Regions from separate parts of the Sus scrofa genome. Here regions 1, 2 and 3 are each linked to region 4. A link is a contact called in public HiChIP or PLAC-seq and promoter capture Hi-C data. All regions are on one chromosome and are shown on one strand. Each heading gives the region's core, a stretch centred on a gene start, on an enhancer-like site or on the middle of the called end of the contact. The rest is flanking DNA. Distances are from core to core; before and after follow the strand shown.

Region 1 (2,700 bases), core at 135-2,634, 690 kb before region 4:
GCCTGGCCTTTGCATCTGCGATCCGTGTAAATTAAGTGTAGGTATACATATGTGCTCATGGATGTAGTGGCTATATGTTCATGTTCCCGTATAGATGCAAACAGGTAGGATATGTACCTATGTGCTTGTGTGTGAGCCAAAGTGTAGCAATGTGTGGTCCCGTTTATGTATATGAGTGCTCACATATTTCCAGCTTGTCCTTGTTCCTCGCCCCCTCAGCCACCTAATTCGGCGCTAGTGGGGGTAGGGGGAGTCTTGCTTCGACGTGGGAAGCTCAGAACTCAAAGCCCAGCCTCCAGCCGCGCCCAATTCGTGTCCCTGAGGACGAGTACCCACCAAATCGTGGCGCCTCTTTCTGAACCTACCCTGCCCAGAACTCGCGGGGTCCCCAAGGTGACCCGTGGCCCCCGGCCCGAGACGCGCTCATGTGGACTCCCAGCCCCGCCCCGATGCGCAGCCCCGCCCGTTGCCGCTCACCATGGGCCGCGACGCACGCGGGGAGCCAGAGCATGAGACAACACCAGCCCGCGGCGCCGGGGACCATCTCCAGGGCCCGGCCCGGCGCCCCGCTTCCTCCAGCCGCCCCTCCGCGCGTAGCTCGCTGGACTTTGGCCTGACAGCTGCTCTGGCCTCCCGCCCCCAGACCCGCTCTGGCTGCTGGTTGGCGGACTGGAACGAGGCCCACGGCTGATTGGCTCTGACGCCTGCTCATGTAGCCACATTTTCCGCCCCTGCGCCTTAGCCCACTTCCTATTGGTCGAGAGAAGTGGGGCCGAGGACTGATTGGTCCAAACTCTTAACTGCAACTGCCGGCCCCCGCCCCAGCCTGTCTCAGTTTGGATTCGATTCGGCAGCACCTTGCTGGCTGGTGGGTGGGTCGGCAGAACTGGAGGTGGCCGATCGCAGGACTGGCTTCAACCGCTGAAAGTCTCGGCCAATACTCCTCACGGTCGCTTTGCAAGATGAGGGTATACCTTCTTCCAGCTGTGCCTTCCTCCTTCCCATCCCCTCCTTGGAATGGCATTCCTGTAGCTCTCAAGTGGTCTCCGGTGACCCCTACTCTGATCTTATTGCCTAGTTCCACCAGCGCTTGCGTGCCCTGGCGACGTGGCCGGATGTACACGACCCTCGAGGAAGCTCTGACCAGTGCCGAGCCAGAATGCGAGCATAGGGGCTAGGTGTCCGCTCCTGTTTCTCTACCATTTACTATGCAGCTGTGACTCTGGACACCCTTCCTAACCTCTCGGCCTCAGTTCCCTCATCTGTAAAGTGGGCATGACAACAATACCAATAGGTTTGTGAGGATTAAATGAGATCACTCACATCAAATGTTTACTTGGCAAAAACTGTCCCTCAGTCAGCGTTCAATAAATGTTTGCCTTTATTTCATTCCTTGGCCTGGCTCCAGAGGGAGAAGGGGAATAGAATTAGAGTTAGTGGGTGACGGGGGCCGAGCAAGGACCCTACATACTCAAAAAGAATGACACTTTCGAAAGCCCGCGACCCTTGCATTACCAACACTTCCTGTAACAGCTCCGGCAGAGGACCAGCCTCTGGACCTTCTAGCCACGCCGACTCTGTGGTAGCGAACCATAGAGTGGCGGAAGTGGCCCATCCCCTTCCTCTCCCGGTCCAACTGCTTGGCGAAGGTTCTGGGGACTTCTTTGGCGCGGAGGATTGTGGGGTTGCTGGGCGGCCCGGGCGCGAAGCAGGGAAGAGGAGTAGCGGGCCACTGGATAAGCTTACAAGATGATGGTGAGTGGCGTCTCGCGCATCCGTCTCCATCCGTTGCCATCTGGTTGGTAGCTGGCGCCGCCCGGCAAAGGCCGGTCCCGCAGGACTTTCCTCTGCCTAATGACTCGGTCCTCGCCCCGACCCCTGTCTGTGGGTGACCCCGGCCCGCCGCGGCCTTGGTGGGCCCGGGCTCCGAGTAGGGCTCCTGGGCGAGGGCTGTGTGGCACTGGAGGAAAGGCTCTGATCGGGCCGGCTGGGGACTACAAGTCCCAGGGTGCTTCGGAACCCGCGAACCCGCGTTGGCAAGCTGGTTTTTGGACCCCCCCCCCCCCCCCGGAGTCACGACCCGGGTGAAACGACTGCGGATTGAGCGTGCATAACGCGGTCGACGGCCGGGCTTGGAACTTCTGGCTGCACTGGAAAATTCGAGTGTAAAGCCGGGTGCTCACTAGGACCGGCAGAGGCAGCATGGGGACCTTATGTTGAGCGGAACCCCGGATCTCAGCTATGCCTCCCTCCCTGCCAGCTGCTACCAAATGGAAACAGACCCTTTTGCTCGTACTTGAATTCATTCATTCACTTGTTCGTTAAGTAAAGTCATCTTTAGTGTCTACTGAATGTGCGGGGCTCCGCTGGTTGTTGCAGGTGCAACTCTTCAGCCAGAAGAATGGGTAGGGCAGATGGGCACCCTGCTTCAGACGTAGGAAGATCCGGCCTCTGACTCTGACCCTGTCTGCTACCCTAGATGTGACATTAGACAGCTTTCCTAGTTGGCCACCTAACTTTAGTTTTCGTTTTTCTTAAATTAGGGCGGTTAGTGAATCTGGGAGGCTCTCTGTACCCACCCCCCTTTCCATAGTATCCCTTTCTCCATCTCAGAGCTGCAGGTACCTTCCTTGGGTCCCAAACCTCGGTGGTCTCCGGAGTTGCTGTTGAACAGGGCCAGCTTTTAAGTGCTTGAGGCAA
Region 2 (2,719 bases), core at 138-2,637, 560 kb before region 4:
TTTTGCAGAATTATTTAATGACAGTATCAATGAAATGTGTGACCTTTTTAGTGGAGAGATACATTGGGATTTCTCAAGTCATAAATATAAAACCAAGCATTTTCCCCCCTACCACTACAGTCATAGCTCTCCAGCAAGGAAAAGCCTCAACCTACCACAAGGATTGTATTTGATCATTTAGAGGTGTTCAAAGGAGCCCTGAGGCTTTGGGCTCCAGTTCATAATCTACCTTTATAGTTTTCTCAGGATTGAGTCATTGGCAGTCAGGAGCTACATCCTTGGCAGTACCCCCTTAATTATCCCACCAGTGTTGGTTTAATATCATTGCTAATTTATCTCTGCTTTTGTGGGTAATACTATGAAGAATCATTGTTGGACTCCATACTAATTGTGGCTATCTCCTCAAGTAATAGCAAAGCGTTCCAAGATTCTTCAACTTGCTATTCATTTTATAGGGACTCAAGTGGTAGGGAAAACTGTTTCAGAAGCATTTCAAAATCACTGACTAACCCCAAAACATGTACTATCAGTAATAAATATTTGCTCTTTTATCCTTTATGAGCTATCCTTTATAGGGTGAGGGCAATTACTGGACTTAGACAAGACCTGGAATGGCATTGCCAGTCACTTACTAGGTAATAAGAGATCTGGGGCAAGTTATTTTTCTGAGCCTTATATTCTCCAAATACAAAATGGTAATAATACTTGTCTCACAGCACTGTAAGCATTTAATGTTACTGAATAATAATCAATGAATAACACCTACCACTAAGTTCTTCATAGGGATTATCTCCTTTAAATATCGCATTTATCCTATGCCTGTTACCCTCATTTCATAGAGGCTTAATCCCATTGGTAAGTGGCCAAGTTAGGATTCAAACTCCCATCTTTCTGACACCAGAGACCAGTTCTTATTCAACTCCTGTACTGCCTGTGACACTTTTCCACCTTAGGGTCAAGTGCCCATGATACAGCCTGTCGTATATCAGGCACTCAATCTTTAAAAATCAAAAATTATAATTTGCAAGTTTGATCTTAGGTTTGTCTGAAGGTATGATCTCCTCTCGGTGCAGCGGTAAAATTGTTTTGGCCTGGCCCTGCCAAGGACGAAATTCTACCCTCTCCTGACAGGAGCTCTGTCCGGGTTTATTGTGAGCTTACAGTGCTGTGAGCTAGAGCCCAGCGGGTGACGGCGGCAAGGCGTCGCCAGCCCCAGCCCACCACCTTTAGCCTTCCCGCCCAACCCCGCGGGGCGTCCTTAGCAACGCGCGCGCTCACTCCCTGCCCCGCCCCGTCCGCGCGACGCGGCGCCGGGCGCAAGGGGGCGGCGGTCTTTGCGCCTGCGCGCGGGCGCAACCGCCAGTCGGCTCTTTTCCCCTCCCTTCCCTCCCTCCCCCCCTCTCCTCCTCCTCCACTGCCTCCTAGAGCGAGCCGCCAACATGGAGCCCGAGGACCTGCCGTGGCCCGGGGAGCTTGAGGAGGAGGAGGAGGCGGAGGAGGCGGAGAACTTGGATGAGGACGAGGTGGTGATGGTGGAGGAGATGGAAGAAGAGGAGGGGCGGGACCTGGACGCGGACTTGAACTACGAGAGTCAGCGTCGGGAAAGTACGGACGACGAGGACGACGAGGAGGCCAAGGCCTGGCTGCAGGCGCATCCCAGCGGGGCTTTGCCTCTGCCGCCACTGCCGAGGTACCGCTACTCGGAGGGCGAGCTGACCAGTCCGAAGGTGAGCCGGGCCCGTGAGCCGGGCCGGGGAGAGGTGTGAGTCGCCGTGGGCAGGGTGATGGGTGGTCCCTGCGCGCTCTGCTTGCTCTCCCTGCCGGCTGCCTCCTGCTCGCTGCCTGTCACGGTGCCTGACACAAAGTACGCGTGCTTTTAAAGGATTATAGGGGCCTTGTCCCCTCCTGGGCCTCGACTCTTGTCCAGGTGCTGGTCAATTACTCCAAGTCTCCTTTTCTTTCTGGTAAAGATCTCTCTGTTTTTTCTCCCTCAGTGGGTCCCCGAGCCTTTTGAATTACACCAGATGTTCAGAGGCGCCGTATTCCCAGTGTGCGTGGTTAAGAAACGTTTTTGGGAGGAGGCGGGCTTTTCGCACCCTGAAGGAAAGGAGAAGGGCGGTGTAGGCGCGGTGAGAGTGGTTGCCCAGGGACTATCTTGTGGGGCAGTTAGGAGATTAGTTTGCTTGAAGGGCGGGACTTCCCTTGAGGGAGTAGTGCGGATTATGTACACCACAGGAGTTGTTAGTCTCTAGAGGTTCCTCACCCATTGTGCTTCTCTGGCCCCTTATTTGTAGCAGCAAAGGGGTCCCCAGGTGGTAGGAGGGGCTTAGAAATGCTTGAGGCTTATGCTGCAGCTCCCAACAATCTGGACAACTAGAAAGAGCTGATTTTTTGGTTGACTCCCAAAGATCATTTTGAAAACAACTGCATTAAATTGATTCCTTTTCAGGGAGAAGGAAAAAAAAAAGGTTCATTATAGAATTTGGATATCCAGTCATCAGACATTTATTAAGTTTCTATTCTGTGAAAGGTACATTGTGGGGACCAAACGGAAGCCTAGGGTTTATTGCCTAGGCCTGCTCCTTAGACAGGTTGTCAGCTGCGCAGAGCAAAACAAGGTTAACAACAATTGAAAAGACTATAGATAGACCTGTGCTGTTCCATACAGTAGTCATAGCAAAGTGTGACTCTTTACATCTTAATTTGTTAAAATTAAGTA
Region 3 (2,782 bases), core at 94-2,593, 800 kb before region 4:
GCTCTTGCCCCGCAGCCCGCGGGCCCGCAGCACCGTCACCTGGACGTGCGTGGGTAGCCAGCGGGAGGGCCCCGCCGCCGGCTCGGCGCCCCGCACCAGGGCCATGGCGGGGGAAGCGGCGGCGAGCGAGGACTGACCGAACCCGGCGTAGACACCCGGACAAAATGAGAAACTGGGCAGCGGCAGAGGGCAGTGAGGAGCCGGCTCCAAGCGCCGCTGCCGCCCTCACACCCGGCCGCCGCTGCAGCTGCGGGCTAGGCTGGGCCGAGCCGGCCGCCGCCTCCCCGCCTCCCTGGCAGCCGGCCGCGCCGCGACGTCAGCGCCCCGCCTCCCGCCCCGCCCAGCGGCCGGTGACCCGCGACTCGCGACTCGGACCAGGACCCGCGCGGCGGTGCGGCAGAGCTGGGGGACACGGACCACCACGCCCTCGCCCCGCAGCCGCAGACCCTCCAGGAGCTGGAGGGCCGCGGGGCGCTTTGCGAACCGGGGGCGGGGCGCGCGGCCTCCGCAGAGAGCGGGGCGGAGCTCCGGCGTTGGTCCCGCCCCTACTGGGGGCGCCAGGGAAACCCTGCCTCGCCTGGGGGCTCCGCTGCACCCTCAGCGGGGTATGAAATGCCCGCTCCGCGTCTCCTGGCCAATCCCCACTCTTCCTTCAAGACGTCCAAGCTCCGGAAAGCCCTCGCCCTCAAACTGCCCCGCCCCTCCCGGGATAGTCATCCCCTTGACGCTGGCTAGTGGGCGTGTTGCGGACCCGGGCTGCCCCTCTCAACTCGAGTGGCTCTCTCCCTCTTCCAGCCTGCCCTTTCGGGGAAAGATGCCCGATGGAACCAGAAGCGGTTCCCGCTACGCCACATGATGGCCCCGCGTCAGAAACCTGAAAGCGGATGAGCTGCCGCTGTCTCCCACCTCCCCGCGCCAAAGGCGGCCAGAACCCGGCGCGGGAGTCCACGAAGCTGGGCTCGCCCTCGGCGGACACTGCGGCGCAGAGCAGAGTGATGAATAAATGACTAACCACATCAATATTTAAGCTTTCACCCGGAGCGCTGGGGCTCGTGCGTCACGAGTTGGCAGAAATTCTAGGCTCTGGTGGGGGTGTAAGTAGGCACTTATTAAGCGCCTACTATGTGCAGAGCCGCGGGTGTTGCTTGCGCTTGGTTTATTGGTAAGAATGATAACGATGGTTAATAATCACAGATCCTGAATTTCAGCCAGTACTGGCTGGTTCGTGTGCTTTATATACTGTACCTCATTTTACACCCAAAGCAACTCTGGGGGTGAGTATGGATTTTATCCATATTTTCCAGAAGATAAAGTTGCAGCTTAGAGAAAGTAACCTGCTCAAGATCCGTAGCTGCCAGAGGTGGGAAAATTTGTGCTTTTTTTTTTTTTTTTTTTTTTAACTTTCAGAGCCTATATTAAAAGTAATGTTTTTAAAATAACATATAACATACAGATTTTTTTAAAAAATCAGGACAGAAAGGCTTATGATGAAAAGCAAAAAACTCCCTCTCTACCCCTCACTCCAGGGATAACCACTTACAGTCATTTGTATTTCAGGCCTGGTGGTTGCCTCCATATGTCTACACAAAATGCTTACACAGCTATGTCTTGCTTTATCGGGACTTTATCTATTGTCTTCCTGCTATGATGGATAATGATTTAGCTCACACACCCACTTCCCTCCCTCAATCTTGTGTAGTTATACTTTTTTTTTTTTTTAAGTTCTTCTCTTGGATATATTGATAGCGGAAACCTTTATTTTTTCCTGGGGAGAAAACCTCTTGAGTTTTTATGCTGTGGGAGGAGGATGCCAAAATCCCCACTTTCCAGGCCATGTCCTCTACCAGGAATATGGTCGTAGGTGAGACCCACAGGTTCATATGTACTACAGGCTTCTTGACAGTCTTCCACCTTAATTGTGATCAGAATAGGGTGGTGAGTCCTTGGCACTGCGCCCTGTAGCCCAACATCCCTGTGGACAGCACCTAACTTTGGAGACAGCTAGATCTGCCTTTGGATCTTGGCTCTCTGCCCCTTAGCAACAGTGAGATTTGAAGATTAAGGCAGCTCTCCTAACCTCCTTAGCCCTTATTTCCTCATCTAGAAAATGGGGATAAGATTCCTACTTCAAACAATTGCAGAGAAGATTACATGAAAAAAATAGTTGTCAAAGATGGTAATGCAGTGGAGACCATCACAAATGATCTCAAGGCATCTGAACATCATATGCATTTTTTCCTGATTATAAAAGTAATTTGGAAAATACAGAAATATAAAGAAGGAAATAAAAATGGGTTAGATCTCACCATTCAGAAAGACACTGTTAACAATACGTTGTATTTCTTTCCAGTCTTTTCTCTATGCTATATGTTGTTGTTTTGTATGCATCATGGTTGAGACAACTGTAGTGCAGTGGTTAAGCCTGTGGACTGTGGAGTCCTGGTTCTATCATTTACTTTATGTATGTTATCTCATTTACCCCTGAAGACAACCATTTAAGGCAGCTGCTATTACTATTCTCAGTTTCACTGATGAGGAAACTAAAGCAGAGAGAGCTTGGATAATTTTTCCCAAGTTTCTATCTGGAAAATTGCAGAGACTGGACTTGAACTTCAGGTACTCCGGCCTATGGTACTCCGCCGTCACACTTGCTTGTTGGTCATCTAAGCCCTACATCATTTGAAATCAGGAAAGCAGGAAGTGTTGTCATATCTATTTTACAGATGAAGAAATTGAGGTCTAAAAGAGGTTAACAGACTTACCCAAGGTTACAGAGTCAGGA
Region 4 (2,700 bases), core at 112-2,611:
CCAAAAAGCAAATAAGAATTGTGCATCCACAAACAATTAACTAAACATTAAAAGAAGAAAAAGACCGGAAGGAGGGGGTAGATAACGGTCTAGTAATAAGGAAACTTTAAAATATAAATCGGATTTTTTGATATGGTGATCATACTTTAAAAAAAATCCAAAGAGGGAAAAAGCGATTTAGACAAAGATACTCTTAGTAGTGCTATTTTATAACTGCAAAGTATTAGAAAGAATCCAAATTTCTCACAATAAATGGGGTAAACTGTAGTTATGAAACACTATGTAATTTAATAAAACTTGGAAAAAATGCCAAGTACGTGGGTAATGCCCATAACTAAAAATGGATATGTATTTGCTCATACAAGACATGTTAAAGCAAAATAATAAGAGCCCCCTGAGAATAACACGTAAGGTGCTAGAGCAATGCTTCTCAAAGCTAAATGTGCTTAAGAATCATCAGAGTTACACTTTCCCATTTAAGCCGCACTTGCGCCCAGACGTTATCTCTAAAATAAGAGTCTACCGAGTTAAAACGCAGTTAGCTAATTATACAAATTCACAAAGTGGGCTGGATCAGAATTTGGACACAAGGCCGCCAGCTTAACTTTCAGCTTCTCAAACTGCGGCACTCCACATTTTCCGCGGGGGTAACCGAATACTGATGACAATAAAGGGGGACGTATAGTAGAGTAAAAAGCCAAATCTGTATGGATCGTTACCAAAAGGCTGGAGACCGGAGAAAAATTGGAAGCCCCAAGCGGGGCCCATGGCTCCGCCCCTAGATCATCCCTCTGCCCTCAGGCGCACTCGGGCGGAAAAGTTTCGGCGGCGCCGCCGGCCTCGGGGCCTTCCTACTCCCCAACTTTCTCGCTCCGCTTCCTCTGCCTCGACCTTCACCTCCGTCTGCCTCTGACCACAACCAGGCTTCCCTGCGACCCCGAGCGGTGGCAAAGCAAGAGCCGGGTACGCCAGCCCCGACCCCGGGACCCGCCCTCTCCTCAGGCTCCCACTGGCCCCCTCCACGACCTCGGCCCTCAGCCCCCTCAACCCTGAAGCCCTGGGCCGGGCCACACTCACAAGAGGAAGCTCATCTTCTATCCTCAGAGCGGAGGGGAGGGGCCGCTCGCCCCCGCCGAGGTCAGGATTCGGAGTCCGCGCGGGACTGAGGGGGATCCGAAGGTCCTCAGCCGGCGGACAGCGGATGCCCGCGACGCTGCAGCTCGCAGCCGGGGTCAAGCCGCTGCAAGCAGGTGCGAACTACTGCACCCGCCTCGCCTTCCTCCCCGACTTTACGGACCCGAAATGCGGAACCAGCAAAATCTCGCGAGCGAAAGCTTCGTTCAGCCCCGCCCCACCGAGAGGGACTCGGCACGCCCCTTTTCCTTGGGCCGGCTCCTCCACCTGAGCCAATCAGGGACCTTTACGCCGGGACTTCCGCTGAACAAGTTGCCCTGGACTTGGAATCCTCTGCCTGCGATGCTGATGTGCGTGGTCCAGGTTGAAGCAGCTCTATTTTGTCCCAGTTATCTAGATGTCAGATGGCTATGTGTGCGAAATTTTTTACTTAACGTTAATTTGATTTTTTAAGTTGAGATGTAATTTACACAGCATAAAATTCGCCGTTTTTAAAAATATGCTTCAGTGGTTTTCCCACATATTCGGACTTGTAGAGCGGTAACAATTACCTATTTCTAGAACATTTTCCCATCACTTCCAAAGGAAACGGGTACCCATTAGCAGTCGCTCACCATTCCTCCCTACTCCCATCCCTTGGCGACATCTAGTCTACCTTTTTATATGAGTTTGCCTAATCTGGATATTTCAAATAAGTGGAATTGTACAATATGTGCACAATCTTCGTGATTAGTTTCTTTTACCTGATCATGTTATCAAGATTCATCCATGTTGGAGATCCTGTGTTAGCTCCGCAGGTCAGAACCCAGCATGGTGTGCATGAGGATGAGAGTTCCATCCCTGGACTCGCTTGGTGGGTTAAAGATGTGGGGTTGCCACAAGCTGCGGTGTAGGTTGCAGATACCGGTTGGATCCTGCATTGCTGTGGCTGTGGCCTAGTCCGGTGGGCAGCTGCAGCTCTGATTCAACCCTAGCCTGGGAACTTCCATGTGTCGCAGGTATGGCCCTAAAAAGAAAAAATAGAAAGATTCATCCTTGTTGTAGCAGGTATCTGTTCTTCATTCATTTTTTATTATGAGCACTATTCCATTGTATAAATATACCACATTTTGTTTATCCATTCATCTGTTGATGGACTTTGTGGTTGTTTCCAGCTTGGGGCTATTAGGAATAAGGCCATTAGGAACATTCCTCTGTGGGATTTTGTGTGGATGAATGTGTTCTTTTCTCTTGGGTATGTGCCTGGGAATGACTGGGTCATATACTAACTATGTATTTATCTTTGGGGGGAACTGCCAGATTGTTTTCTAAATTGGATGCACTATTTTACCTTCCACTGGCGAATAACTGAGGGTTTTGCTATTTCCACATCCTTGATAACATTTGTTACTGTGTATCTTTTTTATTATAGCCGTTCTCGTGGGTGCGAAGTGGTAGCTCCAGATTTTGATTTGCATTTCCCTGTTGGCTGATGTTAAGAATCTTTTCAAGTGCTTATTGGCTATTTGAAACAAATTTATCTCTCTCTTCCTTTAAGTTGCCTCAGGCCCCCAAAGGATCATCCAA

Evidence for each region. Promoter capture Hi-C pulls out the DNA fragments that hold promoters and counts their contacts. HiChIP or PLAC-seq counts read pairs in DNA pulled down with a chosen protein or histone mark.
Region 1: a contact with region 4 is called in a promoter capture Hi-C map of liver, with 2.1 times the contacts expected there. The contact joins the promoter of PRADC1 here to the promoter of MOB1A in region 4. A contact is called at or near these places in 2 of 5 promoter capture datasets (fetal liver and liver) and 1 of 2 datasets of contacts at active chromatin or transcription factors (alveolar macrophages).
Region 2: a contact with region 4 is called in an H3K27ac HiChIP or PLAC-seq map of alveolar macrophages. The contact joins the promoter of ALMS1 here to the promoter of MOB1A in region 4. A contact is called at or near these places in 2 of 5 promoter capture datasets (fetal liver and liver) and 1 of 2 datasets of contacts at active chromatin or transcription factors (alveolar macrophages).
Region 3: a contact with region 4 is called in an H3K27ac HiChIP or PLAC-seq map of alveolar macrophages. The contact joins the promoter of RAB11FIP5 here to the promoter of MOB1A in region 4. A contact is called at or near these places in 1 of 5 promoter capture datasets (fetal liver) and 1 of 2 datasets of contacts at active chromatin or transcription factors (alveolar macrophages).

Annotation. Positions count from the first base shown.
Region 1 is chr3:69,545,522-69,548,221 of Sscrofa11.1, reverse strand. It overlaps PRADC1 (protease-associated domain-containing protein 1), which reads right to left and starts at 1,384. Exons shown (of 5, transcript XM_003125011.4): 1 at 478-1,384. The coding sequence starts at 712.
Region 2 is chr3:69,415,711-69,418,429 of Sscrofa11.1, reverse strand. ALMS1 (Alstrom syndrome protein 1) reads left to right here and starts at 1,387. Exons shown (of 22, transcript XM_021087373.1): 1 at 1,387-1,727. The coding sequence starts at 1,440.
Region 3 is chr3:69,655,221-69,658,002 of Sscrofa11.1, reverse strand. It overlaps RAB11FIP5 (rab11 family-interacting protein 5), which reads right to left and starts at 1,343. Exons shown (of 6, transcript XM_021087380.1): 1 at 875-1,343. The coding sequence starts at 1,017.
Region 4 is chr3:68,851,130-68,853,829 of Sscrofa11.1, reverse strand. It overlaps MOB1A (MOB kinase activator 1A), which reads right to left and starts at 1,361. Exons shown (of 6, transcript XM_021087363.1): 1 at 1,078-1,361. The coding sequence starts at 1,091.